Regions from separate parts of the Lactuca sativa genome. Here region 2 is linked to region 1. The links are chromatin contacts, called in public Hi-C maps. All regions are on one chromosome and are shown on one strand. Each heading gives the region's core, a stretch centred on a gene start, on an enhancer-like site or on the middle of the called end of the contact. The rest is flanking DNA. Distances are from core to core; before and after follow the strand shown. Region 1 holds the start of LOC111919559 (putative WEB family protein At1g65010, chloroplastic). Region 2 holds the start of LOC111921291 (histidine-containing phosphotransfer protein 1).

Region 1 (5,635 bases), core at 394-2,893:
TATACAAAAGCAAAAAAAAAAAAAAAAAAGGAAACTTACCATTCCCACAACAAGTTTGTAGAGCTTATCATCATATTGTTTGGTCTTAGAATCGATTAAAAGCCTTGTAGTTTCATAAATAGGATCTGCCCATTTGCAACTCCCATTTTTTACATTTGCTTTGCTTGTTTTTGCAATGGCTTTTCCAGTTTCAGTAGGAATAAAAGATATAAATAGCTTCTCCCATCCACTTTGTGGAATCTAAAACATAACCATTAACATTTTAAGTGAAAAGGGTCAATTATATATTGAAGAAATTGGATTAAATGAATAAAACTTACTTGTGTAGCATGAAATTGGAGCCGAAAAACAACTTTGACTTTAGCCTTATCAACTTTCCATTTGCTAACTCTTGACATTATTTGATAATCAATGTATCGATACCTACAATAACAAATAGTTATTTAGGGATTCAAGAATCAAATGGAAAACTTGTATAGACATATGCGCCTTTTTCCTCTTATAGGAATCTAGAAATTTGTGTGCTTTAGGAGTTATACTTTTCACATTAGTGGTGGTACCTTAGGAAGGGACCCATGGACCATGGTGGTTTTCAATGCCATGGAGTTATAAAACGAAAAGGTAATTAATAATAAAGGTGAAAAGATCTTAAAGATGATTAATCATGTTTTGATCCTCAAACATGTCTTAGGCTAAATTGATGTCCAAAAAGAAAAAGAAAAATGTTACAAAAAGCAGTAAGTACGTAATGTGGTAAAACCCTGATTGAGATTCGGCTTTTGAATCTACTTTCGATTAAACTCTATTCTACCATGAGAAAACAAATAATTCGTCCACTAGGTCAAGATTTGTGATGCGTAAAACCCAGATCTTTGAATAATTCGACGACTGCAGACAACCCACATTGAATTTCTTCGTGATCCGACAAAAAATGAGCTGAAAACCAGAGTGTATGCTTACCTTCTTCAAGTTGATGATGAAATCGAGTCTGATCCGGAAACCCCAAGTAGTATGAACACGAACTGAATCGAGTAAAAGGGAATAGAAAAAGAGTATTTAAAAAAAATCGAAAAGGAAGAAATCAAAAATGCCCCAAAATGTGCATTCAAAGTAGAAGATATTCAAAGGGGGAAAACCCCTTTTTCATGGAACAGTTACAGGGAATGTAGAAAATGGGAAGAACAGTATGAAACCCACTTCCGTAATTTAATGAGAAATAAGTAAAAAACAAAACATCATGTCGTCTTCATGGTTTAAACATTTACATCAAATTTAGAAACCCACTTCTGGAAATTACTGAAAAGTACCAAAAATTGAAAGAAAGAGAACACTAGAGATGAAACATCACAGTCGATGTATACTTACAGAAATCAAAGAAGGTATTGATAGATAGATATGAGCATTATGTTACCTAACAATGCGGGATCTGAGATGTGGAACTTGCAATGGAAGCAAAATTAGGGAATCTGACAAAGATAGTGCGATGGGAAGCGTAAAAAACCAGTAAAATTCAAATGGGTATTTGATTTTTTGAATCAATTCGCCATCAAAATGAGGAAAAAGATGTCAAACATCACAGGCAAAGAGAGAGAAAGAGAGAGAGAGGGGGTTACACTGTTCAAAAGGTTGAAACTTGAAAATATAAATTTATTTTTATAAAAAGTGAAAAATAAAAACAATTGGCATCCCGCCAAAGCTTGTGATTGTTCCGAATTAATTACTCAACCATGTTCTTGTGGTTTACTTGTCTTTGTGTTCATGTTTTTGTTAGATGAAATTTCTTTTTTCTTTTTTTTTCATAACAAAAAAGATCTATTGAAGTAAAGATACCATATTTGCTCATATTTCTTGTGATCACGTGATTTAAAGAGATTTCTTTTCTTTTAGATTGCAAATCCATTTCTTTACCGGAAATCTAGACAAAAGTAACTCAATTTTAAAAATAAGGTTGCTAAAAATAAGATTTTGATAATCATCAAATTAACTTTCATAAATCAGTGGATAGAAAATATCTAATATTGTGAATTTGTAATAAATCTACCTATCTATTGATTAACGTTTGCATTGATCCCTAGTCGTACTTCTCTACCCTTCTTCGAGCCGGTCTCCCTCTCTCTTTGTTTTTCCCTAGAAAAACCATATTGCATTACCAACATAAAAGCTTATGTTCATATTGTTCTTGATCTTGATCATCTCAAATACAATGCTTGGTGTCAGGTAAACTCACTATACCGGATTTGGTTTGCTTGATCGCATCGACGCCTCATGTGATGACCCTCGTCGATTTTATTATTAAGCTTTGATCTACATGATAATTTCCTAATCTCTGCTCCAAATGATCCTCAAAATAGAATGCGGCCCCCTATGAAGTTTTGGATCAACATGGAAACGTTATTTTGTGACAACAAAGTGGGAAATCATTCAAATCAACAATGAACTCTACTAAGATTGGTGATTCCTCCATCACTACGTAGTGTATCTACATCAAGACGATCATAGACCTCGTCGATAACATTAATGTCATAGTACCCGAGAAAAACATCATCACCTACATGAGTATCGGGTTATCATCTAAATATGACTACATTACAAGCGTTATTCGACATCACACCCTAATCCCAAGCTTTTTGGAAGCACATTTCATTCTTTTTCATGAAGAACAAAAAATAGGTATACTTGGATCCAACATCCTTAAAAACCCTTGTCATGTCATACATTCTTAATACGTAGTCTTCTAGCTGTGTCAACACCATGGCACTTGAGTCTCAAGTCATGGAAACCCAACAAACGCTACCTCTTTCGAATTGATAGCCCTCCGAATCATCTAATCTAGTCATGACACTTCCACAATTTCTAAGACCATGCCACTTGATGATTATAGAGATAATATATGGTACCTAGACATTAGGGCTATCTCTCACCTTCATGAAAAAACATATATTCTCAAGTCTCTTAGTGATACTTATACTATTAATTTTATCTTAGTTGGGAACAAGTCCTCAGTACATGGTATTGTTAGGTTGTGATGATTTTTCACACACGTAGCAATGGAAGCAAAAACATAAACATAACCATCATAATTCACCATTGGATCTTTGTTATATAAAACTTTTAGCAACAAAATACATCATAATGTAAGGGTCAAATATACATTTCTTGTGGAGAGTATGAACTTATTCCTTTGATGTGTATATAAAAAATGCACTAGTTTTAGTCTTACCTTTTAAGATATAATTTAGACACACAAAGGCAGTGGACCTGTCAATTGGTGGTATAGTTGAATAAGCAGAGTATCGAACACAGGGAACGGTAATTAAACTAATGACTAGAATTAACTAAAACAAGTAATAAAAGTAAAAGGTTTTCTTTAGTTTTGTAAGACTAAATACTTAAACAATTAACTAATACGCTAATTAAGTAACTAACAGTTAAAGCAAGTAAAAACCAACTAAATTCAATAATAAGAAGACTTTTGTTTAGGTTCGATTCATTTACTCCTATGGTTGTTGTTAGCGGCTACCGATTAAAGTGATTAGGTTCACATTCGCTATTACCAATCCTTAGAAAACAAATCAATTTAAGTAGTGATCAAGTGATTAAACTAATAAATTTCATAGTTTATTTATTCGAGTTAAATGAGACTTGTAGTTAGCTGATCAAATTACTAATGCAATTAACATCTTGTTGATGGGTTGTCACACAAGCTCACACATTAACTTACCCATTTTCTAGTTAACCCTAGTTTCACGTTCGCTATTCCTAGGCACATAACAATGTTTTCACATAAATCATATGAGATAAGCAATTAAGAGATGTTCATGCGGCTTAATTACTTGTTAATTAACAGAAAATAATTGTGGTTAATGCATAAGGTTCTTTAACAAGCTTAATAAAATAAAACTCACCAATAAACAATTAATAAAACCATAAAAATCAACATATAGTCATAAATTCATCTACCCTAAATAGAAGATATAAGGTTTAGCTCATAATTACAGCAGAAAGTAACTCAAAAACAAGATCTAGTAGTTCACACATCGTTTAAATAAAAGATATTAATTGATTTATATATTTACCATAATTAATTAAATGTATGATTACATATTTACCCTTTTGAAATGATTGACATATATTTATTCATACAATAACATAATAATTACTTTAAATATATATATATATATATATATATATATATATATATATATATATATATATATATATATATATATATAGAGAGAGAGAGAGAGAGAGAGAGAGAGAGAGAGATGGAAAGTATAACATATGTATGAGTTTTCATTAATTATCTTTTTGAAATGGTACAATTACAAAACAAAAAGAAACATATTTAAAATATTTAATTAAATATTTTCGACATCACCCTATATAACATATGATCAATATATTAACCATTAAAACCACAATATAAAACAACTATATTACAATAATCCAAAAACGAAGAAAATATAAAACGAATCAATATAAAAAACTTACAAATTAAAAGTTCTAATATAATAGCATATCTCCAAAAGTGGTCATAAGACCTCAACCCAACACAAAACATTTAAGTTTGTTTTCTTTCTGAAATTTATATATGATTTGTATGCATGTATTCTCAAAAGATTGTCGTACACCATGAGAAAGTCTATGCCCCTTTTCTATGTATATTATTTTTCTGATTAGTTGGTGGTGGGGTATCTCAATTCCTTCCCTTGATTCTTATGCAACTTGATTAGTGTGGTTCAAGATGCTTAGGGCATGACTCTTGTCGATACATGTTTTCAAGCGCTTTTCTATGTTAATTTGCGACATTTGGAATTTCAAGAATGCTAGACTATTTGGAGCTACTAAACCGAGAGCGGCAATGGTCTTTGATAACATTGTGACCCAATCTTTTTTGTGATGTCATGCTAGGTATAAAAAAACATTTATTGGGTGGGGTGGCTCCACATTTGGTTATTATGTAATGTTTTTTGTTTTCCCCTACTAGCTTCTTGCTAGTTTATTTAAAAAAAGATGACCATTCAAAAATAAATAAATAACAAGACGGTTATCTTTAACCGTGAAATCACCTCCCCCACCCAAGTCCCATATCCAGCTAACCGGGTAAAATAAAACACAAAATTACCTACCAAGGCTTCTAAATCCATGAGTTAGAAAATTCAATACCTCTCAGATTTCTTCTCCAATATTAGCTCCAACCTAATTCTTCATCTCCCTAAACAATCTTAATTCACAAGCCATTTTGATTTTTATTAAAGGGTTGAAACATAAAGTTTAATTATTTTTCTAGATAAACTTGTCAACATTATGACTTTTATTAAAGAGTTGAAACATAAATTTTAATCATTTTTCAAACCTGTCAACGTGATAAACTTATCTATATACTTTATGTTTGTTCTAGAGAAAAGCTATTATCGACTTGTCTTCAAAGTACCATAATGTTATTCGTATTGCCTTAATCAATGTAGAAAAAGTTTTTTTTTCCGTCATTTAACAAGAAGTCAAATCCTTAAGTTAACTTTCCCTGTTACACTAATACATCATCCGGTCCAAACACTCACTTTATACAAGTAAGGTGTAAGGCTACAGTTCAATAAAAAAGTACAATATTGTCAACGTCTTTGGCATCAAATTT
Region 2 (5,061 bases), core at 492-2,991, 440 kb before region 1:
AACTTTCACCGAATACAAAAAAACTGAAAACTAAAAACTTCCAGCTTTGATATCTCGACTTTGGGGGATTGTAAGTCAACGAATATAAAACTAAAAATGGCAAATTTATAGTCTAAAATCATGTCCAAACTCTAAACTACATGTTAGAAAAAACCGCATGTCGATCGGAGTTGAAACGAATGAGATATGCATCTTTTAAACGTTTCATAAAAACCGATTCCGGCCCTAAAAGTGGTTTCGGTTCCAAACACCGGTTTCGGTTTTTAGACCCGGTTTACCCGAACCCGATGGAGCCAAGCCTGGATTATCCGGAACCCGGATAAAGCCAATTTTTAAACCCAGAACCGGAACCGGTTCTATATATTCCCGTTCTAACGGTTCCGGTTCCGGTCCGATTCCGGTTTCGGTCCGGTTTTCCGGTTCTAAATCCCATCCCTAGTAGGACGGGGGTAGGGAAACAATGTTCCGACCACCACACTCTGACACCGCTTTAGCCAGTCTCCGGTCTCCTACACCACCGAATGGTTTGACATGGTTGCAACCAAAGAATCTAACCAAGAATAGAAGGTGCATGAGAATGACGTATAGGGAGAGAGAGAGAGAGAGAGAGAGAGAGAGAGATAGAGAGAGAGAAAGAAAGAATGGTTTGACATTATACTTGAGCCGATAGTCGGTGGGAAGAATTTGGAGTTCATCTTCTCAATTTAGAGTTCATCAGTGGGTGATGGTATGGTGCAGGAGAGAGAGAGAGAGAGAGAGAGAGAGAGAGAGAGAGAGAGAGCAGGGGCGAAGGCAAGATTTTAAGATAAGGAGGGCTTCGACTATAAAAAGTTATTAAATAATTAGGAGTAGGTGTGAACAAAATTTGATGAATCAATAGGCTATAAATCAGTAATTAAAATAAAAATAAATGTGATGGTGGCGTATGATACAAAGGGCTCATTTTTTATTATCTCTTATATGCTATTGCACTCATTGTTTTTTCACTATAACAATTGTTTTCTAATAAATAACCTATATATTAAGTGCAAGTTGATGTGAACCTAAGTATGATGATAGGAATTATAAGTTGTTGCAAAGATGAAGGGTGTAAAATGTAATATTCAAATGATCAGCAAAAATAGGAATGAATTTAGTGGTTTGTAGTCTGCTCATGATGAAAGCAAATGAATCAGTAAAAAGTCTCACAAACACCCTACCCAAATTAATATATATAATTAGGAAGGGATGTACATTAGTAATAAACGATGGGCTGAATACACAAAGTCAATTTATCTTTAATATAATTGAAGTTTATTAAAAGATTGGCAGGGGCAGGACATCTTACCTCTGTGAGAGAGAGAGAGAGAGAGAGAGAGAGAGAGAGAGAGAGAGAGAGAGAGAGAGAGAGAGAGAGAGGTGGCCATCTCTTTATTTATAAATTATTAAAATAGATAAATATATATTAAATTAAAGAAATGAAAAAAAAATGAAAAATAAATACACGAGGGGCATTACAGTAATTTTAGTTTACCGATGGACCAAATACACATTAAAACTAGGCTAAAAGCCTAAAAGGATCAATAATCCAAAAAATCAAGGTTTAAACCAAACCTTAGAAAAAAAATACATACCACATAAATAATTTTTACAGTTTTGTCAAAAATATATTTAAAAAAAATTCCCAATATAGAAAATAAATAAAGAAGTAATTTACCTCTCATGAAAATAGGGTACATGTCTTCCTTTCCTCTTACATTTTCATTTACTAATTAATTAACGAATGAATGATATGATACTCGTACGGCCCCACCTTCTTGTGTTCTGCTCTGCTGTGTGGTTCGTAGTTGGTACAGCATCAAATCTTTAGCCCAGACCTTCTCAATCTCTTTTTCTGCGCCTTTATACACCGTCACTCATCGTCGCCGGAATCCTCAACATCACTCGGTAAGTTTTCCAACCTCCTACAGTGTATTACATGTAACAAAAAACCAAAAACTGTTCGTTTTTTGCTTAATTTATCTTGAAAGTAGATGTTTTTCTAGGATATGACTTGAAAAATTGGATGATTAGTCTTCTGGGGTTCTTTATAGTTTTGAAAATCGGGTGTTTTCGGGTTCATTAGTGTCGATTTGGAAACGGAATAAATGCTCTTATTAATGATAAGAACTTTATCAAGATCCCCTTTTGTTTCTCTTTTTGAATTTAATGGGGTTATTATTATTTTTCTCGTTTTTTTTTGTCCTCTAGGTTCCATATAATTTGTAGACCTCAATTTTTAGGTCAAGGTATTTGCTTTTCAACCTCAAAATTCATACGATGTATGTATATAATTTGTAGACCTCAATTTTGATGACCAATAATAGTTCTTAATATAAGTAAAAATTGGTGTCCACATTGCAACAAAATTCTCTAATTTGTTGTATCTGGAAAAGTCTTGTGGGGCACATTTATATACAATTTTCTCTAATTTGTCAACTTGTCTTTGCTATAAAGTTCTTTAGATTGATTCTTGATAGATGTTCGTTTTCATAAACAATTTTCATGAATTTAGTAAAGAATAACACTATTTCAGAACAAATTCATCGAATGGCATAATCGATTTTTCAAAATTTATCTAGAAAGAAGACAACTTTATTACATACAAAAACGGAGATGGTGTTTATCGTTGAAAACTATGAGCATCAAGATAATTTAAAGAAACCAAAATCGAATTCTTGAACAGAATCGCAAAATCTTTCAAGATTATAAAAAGCCAATAAGCGTGGTCTGTGGTGTGGTGTCCCACAGAACATCAATGGTGGACTTAAATTATTACAGAATTTCAGTATACGATTCTGTGAAAAAGACGATGTATGTGGTGTTGCTTATCGTTAAATAGCACAAGAAAAGAAAGCAAAAATTGAGTCGTTTTTCAATATTCACTCAATCTTTTTGGTGAATTGATATCATTCTTGTATATTTACAGCCAATTGACAAAATAGGGTGTTCTTGATAAAAGAAGAAGCAATCATGGATGCTATCACTCAATTGCAAAGACAATTTGTCGAATACACAACATCTTTATATCGTGAGGTTAGTTTTTGTTTTTCACTTGGAAAAGGTACTTAATTTGTAAAAGATTTTGTGAAGTCCATCTAATATGTGATTTTGGTGTTTTAAAGGGGTATCTTGATGATCAATTTACACAACTTCAGAAACTTCAAGATGAAAGCAACCCAGATTTTGTTGTTGAAGTTGTGACACTTTTCTTTGAAGATTCTGAAAAGCTTCTCAACAATTTGGCTACTGCTCTGTGAGTTTTTTTTCTTGTTTTTTTAGGGTTCTTGAAATATTTTTGTTGATGTAACTTTTTATTTTTATTAATCAGTCAGCAGGAGAATATTGATTATAAACAAGTAGATGCTCATGTTCACCAGTTTAAGGGTAGTAGTTCCAGGTATTATTTCACCAAAAGTCGCATGATTTTTTTTATTTTCTTTTTCGTTTTGCAAATTCTGATTTGGCATGTTTGACTTTTAGTCAAACCAAGGGAATCGTTTGGGTTTTATGGTGATGGGCAAATTAGTAATTTTAGTTTAAGAAGACTTATAAAACTTATGTTTCTTGATTTGTGACAGCATAGGTGCACAACGAGTGAAGAATGTTTGTGTCGTTTTCAGAAATTATTGTGATGAGAAAAATCTTGATGGGTTAGTAATTATTCTTCTAGTTCTTGATATAGATGAAAGAAAAAACAATAAATGATCTTTTATATTTTTTGTTGAAAAGATGATTTTTGCAATTTTAATTTGTTGGCTTAATATATTAATTTGATAACTGAAGGTGTGTCCTATGTCTGCAACAAGCGAAAAATGAATACATCCTTATAAGGAACAAACTCGAAGCCTTGTTCAATGTAAGCTTTTCCATTTTAATGAGATTTTTTAACCTTAAGGTTGAATCTTGTGCACAAACTTGTGTTTATTATTTTTTTTTATGTATAACAAGAAAAATAAAAATAGTGGGACCCATCTGGGTGGGCCCCATTATGTTGTAGAACTTCTTTTGACATATTCTTTAAAATGTAGCTTGAGCAACAAATCTTGCAAGCGGGTGGATCGGTGCCTATGATGGCGTAGGTATAGAGGTTATGTATGAAACTATGATTCGAAAATTGTGAATAATGTCGGTCTTTTTGTTTTTTTTTTTGTGTGGAGACTTAAAGTTTACTTGCTTAAGAGTATAAGATTCACAATGTTTGATCTCCATAATAATATGTTTTATGCTTTTTTCTTGATATTTTTCTCAAAAGATTATGTGTACGATATTCTCATTTTATTTTACTTGATTTATTTTGTGACGTGTTCTTTTGAATGATAATGAGTCTATGGATACATAGAAGTTGTTTTCTTTTTCAAAATTGTTAGCTAGAAAGGTATTTGTGATTAAGAGCATCTATAATGCATAGTTTAACAAGAGAGTTGAATGAGGTGGCATGTCTAATTGAAATTTAATGAATTAAACTTTACCATTTGTGGGATGTCATGTTGGCATTCATTAGATATGAAGTTAATTGACCATTGAATTCTCCGATAGGAAAAAAGAAACATTTTAACTATTAAATATATATTTAATTGAACTCTATTGAATTCAATGCATTTTAGGAAAATTAATATAGTGTTGTATAGTAAGTAAAATGATGATGTGTCAATCAATTAAACTCTAATAAGTTTAATGCATTGTGGACGCCCAAAGAATGTATAACCATAAAAGGGAAGGTAAGTATATGATATGGCATTGATTATGGTTTTAGGTGACAAAATAGAGGAGCGCTATATATAGAAGCATTTGTGACAAATAGTAGATTTGTTGAGCCTATATATATATATATATATATATATATATATATATATATATATATATATATATATATATATATATATATATATATATATATATATATATATATATATATAGAAGCATTCGATAAGGAATGAAAATGATACATCATAAGTTATGGTTTTAGGAGAGTTACATAATAGGCAATGTCTTAATCGAAGATCTTGAACTGCAAGACGATTTTTGAACCTAATGTCCTTG

Evidence for each region. A called contact is a pair of places that touch in the nucleus more often than the background predicts.
Region 2: a Hi-C map of seed shows a contact between it and region 1, with 3 times the contacts expected there. The contact joins the promoter of LOC111921291 here to the promoter of LOC111919559 in region 1. A contact is called at or near these places in 2 of 4 Hi-C or Micro-C datasets (leaf and seed).

Annotation. Positions count from the first base shown.
Region 1 is chr9:48,582,702-48,588,336 of Lsat_Salinas_v11, reverse strand. It overlaps LOC111919559 (putative WEB family protein At1g65010, chloroplastic), which reads right to left and starts at 1,643. Exons shown (of 11, transcript XM_023915138.3): 1 at 1,412-1,643; 2 at 321-423; 3 at 40-240. The coding sequence starts at 398.
Region 2 is chr9:49,018,975-49,024,035 of Lsat_Salinas_v11, reverse strand. It overlaps LOC111921291 (histidine-containing phosphotransfer protein 1), which reads left to right and starts at 1,741. Exons shown (of 7, transcript XM_023916864.3): 1 at 1,741-1,926; 2 at 2,948-3,054; 3 at 3,144-3,274; 4 at 3,350-3,418; 5 at 3,600-3,671; 6 at 3,805-3,877; 7 at 4,050-4,258. The coding sequence starts at 2,992. The coding sequence ends at 4,100.